Linked DNA regions of Gossypium hirsutum: region 2 is linked to region 1. The links are chromatin contacts, called in public Hi-C maps. All regions are on one chromosome and are shown on one strand. Each heading gives the region's core, a stretch centred on a gene start, on an enhancer-like site or on the middle of the called end of the contact. The rest is flanking DNA. Distances are from core to core; before and after follow the strand shown.

Region 1 (7,410 bases), core at 2,516-5,015:
TTATGCAAATATTTTAAGTTTCTTTGAAACTTGGTAGAAGATAAGGATTTGAAAACTTTCAAACCTCAAACCCATTTTTTTGACTCTAATGAAAGAAAAAAAGGTGACTCAGATGGCTTGGCTTGGCTTGGGGGACAAAACAAAATATTTTTATAACATATTGCCCTCATTAGTTTAATCAGCAGCACATCAACTTGCACTTGAAGCATAATAATTCTTTTTTTTTTCTTTTTGCCTATTAAACTAATAAGAAAGAATAAAGAAGCTTTTTGCTGATAATTTAGCCTCACATCATGTCAGGCAGACGACATCGTGATTCTATAGTATTGTCTGATAACCGACGCTAAGACTTAATCCCCATCTCGGATAAATACTGCCTTCATAATCTGAATTGTTTCAGCAGCCTGTATTTTCTTTATCTTGTAAACTTTAGGTGAGATTCTGCTATTACATCATATACTTTTGTGAATTTAATATTTATACTTAATTTAATTAATTTTAATTTTTTAAAGTTTAAAATTTTGGTTATGATTAAATAGTAATAATTAAATTTGTTTAATTAAATTCTACTATTAATTTTATATTATGTGTAAAATCTTCAATTATATCATTCTTAGGCGCTATATTTTTAAAATTTTGAAAGTAAACGACATTCATTAAAGCTATTAACTAATTTTTATTGTGAGTTATATTTGAAGATGATAAGTTGTCGTAACATTACACATGCTAACACATCAAAATTTAAAAATAATAGAACTTAATGAATTTAATAATTTAATAATTTGTCATTTGGTTAGGACTAAAATTTTAAAATTTTAAAAGTATAAAAATTAAAAATAACTAAATCTATAAGTTACATAAAGTACAGGGTCTAATAACAAATTTTAACCTATATTTTAGTACCAATGGCAACAGGGAAAAAAACAAACACAGCTCTCCCAACCTTGGCTCAAGTTAAGTGGAACCTTTTACAGATTTTGCATACAGTTGGAGCACCATGGAACCCTTTTTGGACGATGGTTTTCTGGATCCTTCTCACAATTATTTTCAGCATGTGCTTCTCGTTTAAAAAATTAGTGCAAATTCTTGTTGCTTGTCGGCCATTAAAATACTAGGCTACAATACAACTTTTTGCACAAATCAGTATGTGCATAAAGTTTAAGAAGGCCCATTTGAAGCTACATCGAGACGATTAGGTGGGCTAGATCCATAAACAGGGGATAAGGTGATTTACAGTGGGAATGTCGGCATAACTCAACTTACATGTAGCACATACAGGGTCTAATGCACAACTATGTTGACTCAGTTGTGAAAACTATGGGATTAAATTATAGAAGCACGTGCTAAAATAAAATTACCGAAGTACTACTCTATCAAACATATGCCCATTTTGGAGATTATTTTCCCTTCATGGCATTGACATTTTTAATTGTAAACACAGCTCCCATCATCGCTACGGGCCGTTGGATCGAAGTTTGCTGCCGATGGGTCAGTGCAGCCTTCAGGGACAGGAAGACTAACCTGCTGAGCTGCTTTGCCTGCAGCCAAACAATTATGAAAAGCTTACATGTAAGCTTCCTATATCCTTTATTGTGTTTTTCATTTATTTATAATCCTAAAGCCACCATCAAGGGGTCTAACCATAGAAACTTCCATTCTTGATGGCATCATCATTAGCATCTCCAAGAGCTGCCTCTTTCAAGTACTTATCAGACAACTGCACTCTCTTCACGTTCTCTTGTTCTTGGACAAGCATGTTTCCATACTCAAGTAGCTTCTGAAGAGTCATTTCGGGCTGCTCGAAAGTAGGAGGTCCCTCCCTCGAATTCACAAGTCTTTTGCCAACATTTTGCAGCCCAACATCTGAAATCCATTTCCTCACTTCATCGTCATATACTCTTGCCCTGAGAGCACCAAAGAAATCTGCAACAAAAGTAATTAAAGATAATTAGCGTTCTCTCGTCAGCAACCAATAGGAAATATCCTCAATTCAAAGATGGGTAATCACCAATAGATTGTCCAAGGAAAGTGTCAACAAGCTTGATAATGTCTTCCCGAGGAACATTGTCAGTTCTGAAAATACCCGAGCACACCCCAATCCTATCTTCCCGAGTAGGGGCCCAGTAGAATTTCTCCATACGACCATCACGGATAAGAGGAGCATACAATGTGGAGAAGTCATTACCGGTAACTATGATAGGAACACGAGGGTTCTCTTCCTTGTTGTACATACCAGGGAGCTGAACATTTGTAGGGTTATCAGCAATGTTCATGAGGGTAGCATTCACCATTTGATTGTTGACCGTGTATTGGGTGGTTCCTCCCATCCTTCCCGCACCTGCATCGAGATCGTTGATAAAGAGGCAACACATCTTTCCCTTTCTGATGATATCTGCTGCCTCACGATACCTTTGCCTAATCAATTTTGCAGGCTCTCCAGCATTCCCACTTTCCAGTTCACCAGCACTCATCATAATGGGACTGGATATTGTCAACAGATTTAAAGATTAAGGATGTAAATGAAAATTTGAAGGTTCTTGTTATAAAAAATCAAGCAATTTGTGTCAAACTAATAGGCTAACAAATGTCAACAATTTTCCTGAATCACTCAAGTATGTGAAAGAGAGGGATGGAACAATAAGGATATAGACTTACTTGATTCCCATCTTGGCAAAGACAAGCTCACATTGGAATGATTTCCCTTGGCCTTTACCTCCCCAAATACCCAAAATAAGAGGAACCTGTCACAGTTATTCACAAAAGTATCCAACTTTATTGATATTCATCAAAATGATAGACTTAGCTGATTAAACATATCTCGAAACATTTTATGAACAAACCTTAATATTTGGCAGATTCAAGAAGTTTTTTGTGATGTGAACAACAACCTTGTCCATGAACGCAGGAGCAATGTAGAACCCATCAATGATATTGTCATAGTTGAACCTACAAACAGTTGAGCGACGTCAATTCCCACACTACAATTCCATGATTTCTTCAAATTTGCATAAACTTTTTAACATGAAATCCCTTAGCATGCAACTTACGTGCGAAGACCTTGACTGATGTAGTCATAGGAGCTCATGATAGCATGGTGAGTTCCAGTTCCCACAGGAGCCTGGAAGAGAGTGTCCACCATTCCCTTTCCTCTGGTAATATCCTGTTGGTCATCAGATTCATCATGGACGAGTTCCACCCACCTGTCTTTTGAGGTCTGCTTATATTCACTAACAACCTTGAAATTCTTGGGAAAAACCTTGTTCTGGTTGACCTTTGAGGTACCCTTCGTCACACTTTTTCCCAAGAATATTGAGCTTGGACTTGGACCACGGCCATTCGACTTCAGCTGTAACAAAGAAACTCTCTTTTTAACTACAACACCACAAGCTTCTAATAAAATAACAGAATGCATATCCTTATTACTTAATTATGATCTTCTTCTTAACTGTATATAAACAAGAAACAAATGACTAGAAATGCATTTCTTTTTCCCTCTAGGAGTTAAAAGACGATTAAAACAATGAAGAAGAGACAGTTGAAGGACTACAAAGTCGAGAGACGCTACGGTAATGACTAAGACAAGATCAAAAAAATAGGCGGGAAAAAACATAGTAATACCGGCACTCTGTTAACAGCTCCAACGGCTGGGACAGCAGTAGCCATGTCTCAACGGCTGAGATCAGAATTGGGAAAGTCTAAAAAAGAAAAAACTCGAAACAGTTGCTGGAGTGTTGTGGTTTGAAGATGAAGTTAGGTGTGGTGGGGGACTTTATAGGGAGGAGGTATTGGAAGGAAGTGGGCAAAACCTGTGGATTAGCTTACGAATTGGCTAACGGCCATACATTTACAATTTGGAGTTTTATGAGGGGGCATTTGGTGAGGTAGACGTTTGTTTTGGATGTGGGGCTAGTTTTGGTTACATACAAATAAAATGGAGGCTTCGCGGAACAGTGTTGCCTATGAGCTTGGGGTTTAAGCTTATGTTCCCCACCCAAATGGTTTGGCCTGCGTCAATTAAACAGCTACCCATTTTTTTTTTATCGAAATCAAGATATTATTGCTGATAACAATAATTAATTTCTTTTGTTACCGAGTAATCTCCAGAAAAATAAAATAAATGGTTAGTCAGAGCTATCCATATTAAACATTGCCTACAACTTTGTATTTTTCTTTATTGGTAAGTTTGTTGAAACATTTTTAATATATATAGTGTTTCAAAGTATGAACTAAAAGTTAATGTAACTTTATTATTAATAAAAAAATTCTGAATTATGTATTTTAAATTTAAAAGTTATGTTATTTAATTATTAACAAATATTCATAATTATTCAATAGAAACGGTATAAAAATGTCTTTATAATTAGAGTTATGCAAAGATTTGATAATTAATAATCGTTTTAGAAAGAAAATCTTCTAGCAGGACTTCCTACTTCATTAGGAGAAAAGATTAGAAATCAAATTAGAGGAAATTACAGATATATTATTTCATATGAAAAACCTTACCTATGGTGAACTAATTAGTTTCGCCTAAAAAAAAGATTAAAAATTTGTCAAGATTTAAAATTACAAAAACAACTTAAAATGAATACCCATAAAAAATAATACTAGATGATAAACCAATAAAGGAGCAGTTGAATCTCAACATTCTCCTTTAATGGAGGTTCAATATCTTCACAAAAATATTAGAATAAAAGTAAGTTCTTTAAGAATGAGAGCTCCTGGTAGTGCAGGAAAATAAATCTCATCAAAAGTTATTAAAATGATAGTAGAATAAAATAACGATACAAATATCAATTTTCATACAATATGAAAACAATTAGATTATATTGAAGATTTGGTAGAAATTCACCTAATAAAAAAAGAATCATAATTATTCAAATAGATATCTATTGAATAATTATGATTATACTAAAGATATGACTATTCATTTGGATAATTATGTTCCTATAAAGAGATATGAGACCTCGTATAAATAAGAGTAAAATTTTATTCGTATGATACACTTAAAAACATAGAAACTAAGTTTAGTTTTGTTCTCCCACTGTATCTTTATTTTTAGATTTTTTTTATAAAGAAATATTATGAAAATTCTTAAAAGGTAGATTTAAAATAATAATTAATATTTATATTTAAATCTCAAACTTAGTGGGAATATCTTATTTTTTGTTCATTAACTATGTAATAATATAAACTTGAGAACATCATCCGTGGTTGCATTGTACTTTAATCAAGAAAAAGGGGTGTGGTTGTTGGCAGTTGAAGATAAATTAAATTGAATGCCGGATGGCATTGGCAACTCCAGAAACTTCTCCGTTCAATGTAAGAAAAAGAAACCAACAATGTGGCCAAATACATGACAAGAGGACGTCGGTTCTTTGGTTTCAAAGTGCAGCTGTCACGATCTTGAAAAGACATCGTGTTATTTTAGTTTGGGGTTTTGGGCCTGCATTGAACCGAGCTGTGACCAAACTGGCTCTGATTAATTCTTGACCTTCTTATCTTGTTATTGATTTGAAAAAACAGTGCAGTTCGAGATGCTTCCCAGCAATTCTATTTTTGTCTAAGGAGATCTATACAATTCTATTTTGTTTTATCTAAAGTTCTCATCAATTTATGAGAAGCATATAAATGGTTTTAATTTTTCTAATATTTTTAGTGTATTTATAAATTTTAATAATTTTTATTTTTTAATTTTTTAAAATTTTTTTTAAATATACATATCACATCAACACATTTATCCACTCGTGTCAGCTTTTCAATGATTTCATTTATCATATCACTTAGTGTTAATAGTTAAATGGGTTAACGGCTATTTTCATTATGGAAGAGTTTAATTATTTTTTTGAATTTTTCTATTTATTTTTATTTTTTGAAACTTTATTTTTTTAAATTTCAACAATTGAATTAAAAATCGATGGTCTAGTCGTCTTAACCACCAATCCAATTCTTACAATAGGTTTTTTTATTTATGAAGGATCTTTTATTTTCTTTCATCATTTTTTTTTTTGGCTTCTATGTTGATAATAATGGGTGGTTAAATGATAAGAGATGTGATATGACTTAACCCCGAAAATAGGAAAAGAATGATAGAATTGGGAGAGGCAAGAGAATAAGAAAGGAAAGAACCAAGAGTTGTTTTCCTAATATATATTTCATGCCTCTGTATTACAATCATATTACTTGGTTTACAGGGAAAATAAAAGAAAAACGACAAAAAGGAAAGTTATAACAGCAATAACAAACTAACAGACTTATTTGATGAAAATGCCCCGTTTCATTTAAGTTCATAGAAATTACTCTTTTGTCACGAGAAATTTTAGCTCATATCAAGATAGTAAGGATGAGGTGGTTGAAAGGGGCCCTGGCCTTTTAGGTATGGCAAGATAGAGGCTTTGTGATGAAAGAAAAGAGTTCTTTATTAGTAGCTCAGATATAAATGGAATCTAAAGAATTCGTTGCTTTGATATGAGAATTCTTCAATAATGATGACAAATATGAGATGACATGGTGTTGAGTTAAAATTATAAAGGAGAGAATGATATTAAATGTGATTTTTTTGTAACACCCCTAACTTGTATCTATCACCAAAATAGGGTTACGGGGCATTACCGACATTTACAAATCAAACGGACAAAAATTTAAAATATTTCATATCATAACAATAAACACATTATATCAAAGTCGAATCATACATATTGTCACTTATACGAGTCTTCGAGGCCCAAAATACACATTAGAAACAAATCGAGACTAAATTGGAAACTCAGAGAATTTTTCGGAAACACTTAAAATTTTTAAAACTGCAGGGTCATGTGACTCACACGGCCAAGAGACATGCTCGTGTCTTAGGCCATGTGGTCATTCGAAATAGGGACACACGGTCGTGTCCCAGCCTGTACCCCTACCCGTGTGAGTATATTAACTTGGGTCACACGGCCAAGCCACACACCCGTGTGCTAGGCCGTGTGGACATACTAACTTGCAAACATTTACAAAGCTACAGGGGACACACGGTCGTGTCACCTGGCTGTGTGTCGCACACGGCTGAGACACACGCCCGTGTCTCTGCCCGTGTGGATGAAAATAGGCTATTTTACAAGCCATTTTTCTCACCTAACAAGTATGTACCTACAGTAAAAAATGCACATGTATACCAGCCATAGCAAGGCACCAAAATCATGCATAATCTAGCTTTATACATATAGTATAACCACACTCAACCAATATGCACATAGGCATCTCAAATAACAACTTATAAACATGTATAACCAAGTAATCCATTTGGTCAAAATAAACAACTAACTTCCAATTTGATTTGCATCCATACATACCATAAATCTTACTTACCAAAACACAAACCATTTGGTACCAAAATGTCATTCTTTAACTAATATCAATTAACCAAAATAC
Region 2 (7,410 bases), core at 3,120-5,619, 320 kb after region 1:
CTTCATACATCGATAAGGTATTGGAACGTTTTGCAATGACTGATGTAGAGCCAGACATTCAGCCAACTGCATCAGGTTTTCATCTTTCTTTAGACGACTATCCTAAGCAGAAGAAAGAAAACATATGAGTAAGGTTCCATATGCTTTGGTAGTTGGAAGCCTTATGTATGCAATGCTTTACACACGTCCAAATATTTGTTTCATTATAGGAATGGTTAGTTGATATCAAGCAAATCCAGATCTCAGGCATTGGCAAGTTGTAAAGCATATATTAAGGTATCTTAAAAGAACCATGAATTATATGTTTGTTTATTCTAGGGACAATCTTACTCTTGTTGGATACATAGACTCAGGCTTCCTAACCTGTAAAGATTCGAGGAAACCGACGTCAGGAAATGTATTCGTTCTAGGCCGTGGAGACATAGTATGGAGAAGTGTAAAACAAACTTGCACTACAGGCTCTACTATGGAGGTCGAGTATATGGCTGCTTTTAAGGCAACTAAAGAAGCAATATGGCTTCGAAAGTTCTTAACCGAACTTGAAGTTATTCTTGGTATGGAAAAAGCTATAACACTATATTGTGATAACAGTGCTGCAATAAATAATACCAAGGAAACGATAAGTCACAAGAGGACAAAATACATTGATCAAAAGTATCACTTGATACGAGAGGCAATAGCTGAAGGAATTATAGATGTGATGAAAGTAGCTTCTAAAAATAACCTTGTGGATTTGTTTACTGAGACTCTTGTAACTAGGAGTTTTAACCAACACGTCGAGGATATGGGAATGCGAAACATGACACATTTACTTCACTAGGACAAGTGGGAGATTGTTGGGAAATGTGTCCATATTATAGTAAACATGTAACTGTTTTCTATTTATTTGAATGGTGAATAAATAAATAAAATTAATTTTACATTTCACTACTATGTCTTTTGTATTTTGCATGCATAGCAAAATTATGACAAGCAAATATTAACTCATTAATTATCTAAAGTTCAAACTGAAGATAAGTGGCATTGTAAAGGATGTTTACATTGCGAAAAAGATAATTTACTTCAGTAGATAACCTAAATGAGTCTGTAATCTCGTAAAAGAATCAAAGTAAGCATTTGCTTGCAATACTGAAAAGGATTATTATGCCATCTACAATTCCAATTGGAGAGATGAGTAGTCTTAGTTATCAGAGCAGTTGATTTCACGAGTGGAGACATAGATGTATTCATTGGTAGAATGATACATTAGACTGGACCCAAGACGAATTAATTCTAAATTCGTTTATGAACTAATTCACTTGTGATGTTCATGGTATGATCTACCTAAATCCTGAATTAGTCACTAACCATGCGTATGCAACTTATATGCTTTGATATATGTGGAGGTTTATGCTCTAAAGATGATCGAGCCCATAGCTGATATGTTGGGTACATGACTTGTGTTTGGCATGGCTTTAGTAGCAACACTGGAATTCATAGCTCAATTAAAGAGTTAATGATATCCTTTTATTGGCATTGTGTGGATTGATAAATATGGAACTTGGTCACGGGTTGCTTGTTCTCGAATGAGCAATTTATCACAACCATTTGTTGACAGTGACCATATTAATCATTAAGAAGATACAATGATGATAATGAGATAAAATAAAATTGTATTGAGTGAATAGATTTAACTCAAAGGAATCAAAGATATCATATGAGGGTAACATACACATGATGAGGTCATTGGACAAAGCAGTTGATGAATTGCTTCCGTAAAGAGTATACAATAAGGAGTTTTCAATCATGGTACTTCTTGTGGACTGACTCCATGATTAAGTAATTGTGAATTATCGGAATAATGCTTCTGGACATAATTGCAATCACTAGAACCTAATTGTATATGTCCGATTGGTCCCTCCGTTAGCTCAAAAGAAGCTCAATCAGATTGCATTTGAATTAAAAGAAAATTCTACGACTTTGGGAATAATCTAATTGAGTCAATTTATTCAAAGTTGAATTAAAATAGGCGGTCGTAAGAATTGTTCAACTCGAAAATTTGATTAAAGAATTTTTTTGAAAAATTAATTTGCAAAATTTAAGTGATTTTTGGAAAAATTAATTTTGATACAGTAAAATTAAATTAATCAAATCAATTAAAATTAATATGGTATTTTTGAAAATTAATTTTCAAGTCAGAAAATTGGCCAAATGGGTAATTGAACTTGAAAATTGGATCTGAGATCGTAATTTGCGCCTAAGAGCCCAGAAACCGAGACCAAGACCCAAAAACTGGTCGAAATGGGCTCAGAATATGAAACTGTACTAACGGTCCAATCGGTGGCTAGACTGGACCGGTCGGGTCACCATGGACCTGGATCGAACTGGCTCGGGTGCATAAGGGTGTCACACCTGCATCATCGGACACGATGGTTCTGGTGCCAGAGGCTGCGACGATGACATCTCAGTGGCCGACGGCGGTTGGCTATCGGTGGTTGAGCAGTGGAAAAGTTACACTACTGGGACTCTACTAGAGAATTTGATTTCAGATTAATTATTCCAAAAATAATATTGTTTTAATAGTTTAATATTAAATTTAATTTAATAATTATCTTATTGTATTTTATTAATTTAATGTTAAAGTGATTATCTTATTATTTTAATGAGATTTAATATTAAATTTAATCTAATATTTATCTTAATAAATATTATATTATTTTAATATTAAAATGATTAAGTTTAATTATAGTTGAACTCTCTAAACTCTTCTTATATAACGAGAGCCTTAGGTCATTATTCACACACTTGAATTCAAGAGAAAGTTATAGAGAGAAAATTCTCTAAAGAGATTATTTCAAAAAATTTCTAGAGATATTTTCTGATTTACAACTTGACCCAAAATTTTAGAGAAATTACAAAATTACCTTACTGGTAATTTTTGTGAAAATTTTTTGATTCTAAACGAGCCCATAGTTGGCAGACATGAGCTTGAGGATAGCAAAGAAAACTACCTAGTCGAAGCGCTCATCCTAGACAAATCGAAATGGTACAATTTTGATTAAGTGTTTATTACTTTAGATATTACAACCAATATCTTGTTTTGGAAAAACTCTAGTTCCAACATGTTCAAGTGAATTAAATTGCATATTACACTAGAATTTATGCCTCTAGTGGAAGATTTAGATAGATAAGACTGAGAGGAGACTTTATCGTGTAAGACTTTGATACACTTGTGCCGAATAGTGAGACCAAGACGAAATCTATATGCCTAGGTAAGATCGAGAGGAGAACTTAGGTGGTATCTTTTAGTCTAGGATGAGACTGAGAAGAGATTCTTAGTTAAAAGTGACAAACAATATAATCATCAAAGGTTTATTAGCTTAGTTAGTAATCCAAGACTCATTCAACCATCATTTCAATCCATTTGTATAGTTTCTAGTGAAAAGGAAGAAAGTTAATTTGATATTTTTATTTGTTAATTTAAATTTAGTTTACAAATAACTTGCATTTGAATTTGCACTAATAATTTATGACGTGATTAGATTAACAATTGTTTAACTTGTAAAACTTGATAAGACATTTACCAATTTGACAATCTTTTGAGTTCTATCCTAGGAATGCTCTAGTGTTCCATTGACATTACAAATATTACAAATAACCTTCTACACTTTGCAATTAAAACCACACTTTTAAATCGTTTTATAAAATTATTTATTTTCTGTGCACACGCGCATGTGATCAATGAGCTACAATATACAAGCTTTGTTCCATTCCTCAATGCTACTTAATCCTAAACCACCCTCAGACATTGGTAGACAGATTAATTGCCAATAGACACTAATACCAGTAACACTACAATCCTTGCCTTTCCAAAAAAAACTTTGAACATAGATGGGATACTTTTGAGAATAGTTTTTGGGCAACAAAAACTACCTACACCAAAAACCCTGCATGTTGTAGAGCATGACTTTGAGTAGCTGCAACCTGCCAGCAAAGCTTAGGTGGCGAGCAGACCAATGCTTGATTTTGATAGCATCTTCTCAATCAAGGGCTTGTAATCAAAGATAATAAATTTTCGTAGTTATAAGTTTTTATACAAAATATTAACAAGTTAAATATTAAAGAAAATCATTTATATTGTGAGGATTGATACTAATAAATAGCCATACATTTTGCCTCAAAAATCTATTCAACTAGGAGCAAAATTGAATTCCAACTTAATAGTGTGAAATGTTATTTTAATGGTGTCCATAGAAATTAATTAAAATGTATTTTAATGCATTTATTTAATATTTATTTTTTTAAATAATACTTTAATTTTTTAATAAATATCATCCTAATCAACTGATACCATTTAATATTTCCTAATTTAGGAAGGAAAAAAAACACACACACACACAAGAGAAAAATTGGAAGGCCACTTTATCAGACTAGCCCACATGGCCTCAGGTGGCAATGGCCTTGTAAATTCATGAAGGAATCAAAAGCTTGGCTTTAACTTGGACGAGGTGTCCCCATAAGAGCATTAATTTCATCCAATTTATTTCCAGATTTGTTCCGAGAAAAGACCGCCAAGATCTCTGTCACAGTCACAGGCTGACAGTTCTTACAAATAAACTCCGATCAAGCCACTTCTGTAAGTCTAGTTCAAGTTCCTTACATGTTCCAATGTCTCCGCCACCTTAGATCCATCTATGATCAAACGTCCCCTATTTTTGCTATTTATGATTTATGGGATTTGTTATTAGATACACTAACGACTCACTGCTTGAGATAATCCATGGTATGGGTCATATAATTTACAGGAAATTCAGATATTTTGTGAGGTATCAGGATGAAAGCACTCATTCTTGTTGGTGGATTTGGAACACGATTGAGACCGTTGACTCTTAGCGTCCCAAAGCCTTTGGTGGATTTTGCTAACAAACCCATGATACTGCATCAGGTTTATTATATTTTATTTTAGATTTTTCCTCATCGTCTTTGGTTTACTTCTTGTTTGTTGTTGGTGATTTTATATTCCTGGAAATATTTGTAGATTTTCAAAAAAGGTAATCCTGTTTAAAATGGGTTTAAGATTTATTTAGACCTGGCTTTTGTTACAAAGATAAATTTGGTGATTCTATGACTAAAAAAAAAAAAAAGTGTGAAGCTTTACGTGGTGTTGTTAAACGAATGATTGTACATAGTTCGTTTGTTTCTTTTTTTTTAATACTACCAGATTGAAGCTCTCAAAGCTATTGGAGTTACTGAAGTTGTTCTGGCCATCAATTACCAACCAGAGGTAACATAGAAAAGTGCCCATTTATGGCTGCAAATTTTCATATTGATGACTGTTTGTTATTGATTTTTTTTCCTTGAAGTTAGTTTTTTATATTGCTCCATTGATTTTGCAGGTTATGTTAAATTTCCTAAAAGAATTTGAGAAAAAGCTTGGCATTAAAATCACCTGCTCACAGGAGACTGAACCACTTGGCACAGCTGGTCCTATTGCTCTGGCTAGAGACAAGTTGATCGATGGCTCTGGTGAGCCATTTTTTGTCCTCAATAGTGATGTTATAAGTGAATATCCACTAAAAGAAATGGTAAATTTTCACAAGGGTCATGGAGGAGAAGCTTCCATTATGGTGACAAAGGTAATGTAGTAAACTGGGTTTAGCATTCTTGAGAAAAAGATTGCCATTAAAATCACCTCCTCACAAGGATCTTTCTTTTGTTTCAAGGTGGATGAGCCATCGAAATATGGTGTTGTAGTCATGGAAGAAACTACAGGCAAAGTTGAAAAGTTTGTCGAGAAACCACAAATATTTGTTGGTAACAAAATCAATGCTGGGATTTACTTGTTGAACCCATCTGTTCTTAACCGAATAGAACTGAGACCCACCTCAATTGAGAAAGAAGTGTTCCCAAAGATTGCAGCAGAGAATAAGCTTTATGCGATGGTGCTGCCTGGGTTCTGGATGGACATTGGACAACCAAAGGATTACATTACTGGCCTGAGAATGTACTTAAAGTCGTTGCGTAAAAAATCCTCTACCAAGTTGTCAACTGGATCTCATTTTGTTGGGAATGTTTTGGTAGATGAGAGTGCTGTAATTGGCTATGGGTGCCTCATTGGACCTGATGTAGCCATTGGTCCAGGATGTATAATTGAGTCCGGGGTAAGGTTGTCACGCTGTACCATAATGCGCGGAGTTCGTATCAAGAAGTATACTTGCGTCTCCAATAGCATTATTGGCTGGCATTCCACTGTTGGAAAGTGGGCACGGTTGGAAAACATGACGATCTTAGGAGAAGATGTTCATCTTGGAGATGAAGTTTATAGCAATGGAGGTGTTGTCCTGCCTCACAAGGAGATAAAGTCTAGTATTTTGAAGCCAGAAATTGTCATGTGATCACAAGGTTGAGCTTGGAATCAACATTTTGAGAGTTCGAAATTGCAATTTGGTTGTCTGCATTACCCTTTTTGTTTCCCTTCTTTTCTTGTTATTCTTAGGCAAATTCCAGTTGGAATAAGTTCGAGGGCCGAGTGTCAGTAGGCTTGTAGTTGAAGGATAGCTGCTGGCCTTTGGTTACCGGTGAACATCATGTTTGGTGGATGACCGGATGCAGAGACAACCTTATACACTTGTGAGGGAGCAATCTCATTTCTCATTTTGGAATGTCATTAACCAAAAGCAAAGAGAAAAAATAGAGGAAGAAATACAGACAACAAATTTATGACGTTGTGTACACTTAGTTTAAATGTTATTCAAGTATCGAGTTAATTGTATTTAGAATCTTTTCCATTGTTGTATAGCAGCCTCTCTTATCCTGTCAGAATGATGCTGTTGGGATAGTTTTTGTTCAGACTGAATCTTGTGGTGTTAACATAACTTTAGGTATATCTTAATGAATGTTATCTTCAGGATAATCAAAGGCCCTGGAAATTTGTAAGATTTATTATATGAAATATAGCGGGGATAGGCTTGATGAATGTTGTTTACACATGGTAGAATTCAACATTAGACAAAAATGTTATCTGTTGGAAGATGTAAGAAAAGGAAGTTCGCATTTCTTTCAAATCAAGACTTTCGTTAAGATCACAAAAAGCAACAAAAGATCCACAAGTATTTGACAGTATTGTTAGTTAATTGTTGAAAATTAGGGTCAGAACAAGTAACTTTTGAATGAAATTGAGTACTAAAACAAAAAATGCTTAAATGTGCACAGGCAAACGGCAGAACTACTCGAATTCTCCAAAATTGTCAAAATCAAAGTAAAAAAACAAAGGATTTACATGTCAAATAGGAGATGCTGTCATGTGCTTGTATGGGAATCCCTTAGACCTCTAGAAAGAGGCTAAGATCCAGAGCATGACATGAGATGACATTGCGATTAGAAGCCACGTGATAAATGCCAAAATTATCGATATTTCAAACTGCCGGCATG

Evidence for each region. A called contact is a pair of places that touch in the nucleus more often than the background predicts.
Region 2: a contact with region 1 is called in a Hi-C map of leaf, with 2.3 times the contacts expected there. The contact joins the promoter of LOC107948916 here to the promoter of LOC107948056 in region 1. A contact is called at or near these places in 2 of 34 Hi-C or Micro-C datasets (both in leaf).

The regions. Positions count from the first base shown.
Region 1 is chrA04:73,868,797-73,876,206 of Gossypium_hirsutum_v2.1, forward strand. It overlaps LOC107948056 (ribulose bisphosphate carboxylase/oxygenase activase 2, chloroplastic), which reads right to left and starts at 3,766. Exons shown (of 7, transcript XM_041111373.1): 1 at 3,619-3,766; 2 at 3,048-3,346; 3 at 2,841-2,946; 4 at 2,656-2,741; 5 at 2,009-2,481; 6 at 1,642-1,923; 7 at 1,070-1,538. The coding sequence starts at 3,663. The coding sequence ends at 1,426.
Region 2 is chrA04:74,185,556-74,192,965 of Gossypium_hirsutum_v2.1, forward strand. LOC107948916 (mannose-1-phosphate guanylyltransferase 1) reads left to right here and starts at 4,370. Exons shown (of 5, transcript XM_016883580.2): 1 at 4,370-4,615; 2 at 4,785-4,924; 3 at 5,201-5,263; 4 at 5,376-5,615; 5 at 5,703-6,951. The coding sequence starts at 4,814. The coding sequence ends at 6,374. It overlaps LOC107948917 (CASP-like protein 5B2), which reads right to left. Exons shown (of 3, transcript XM_016883581.2): 3 at 7,143-7,410. The coding sequence ends at 7,310.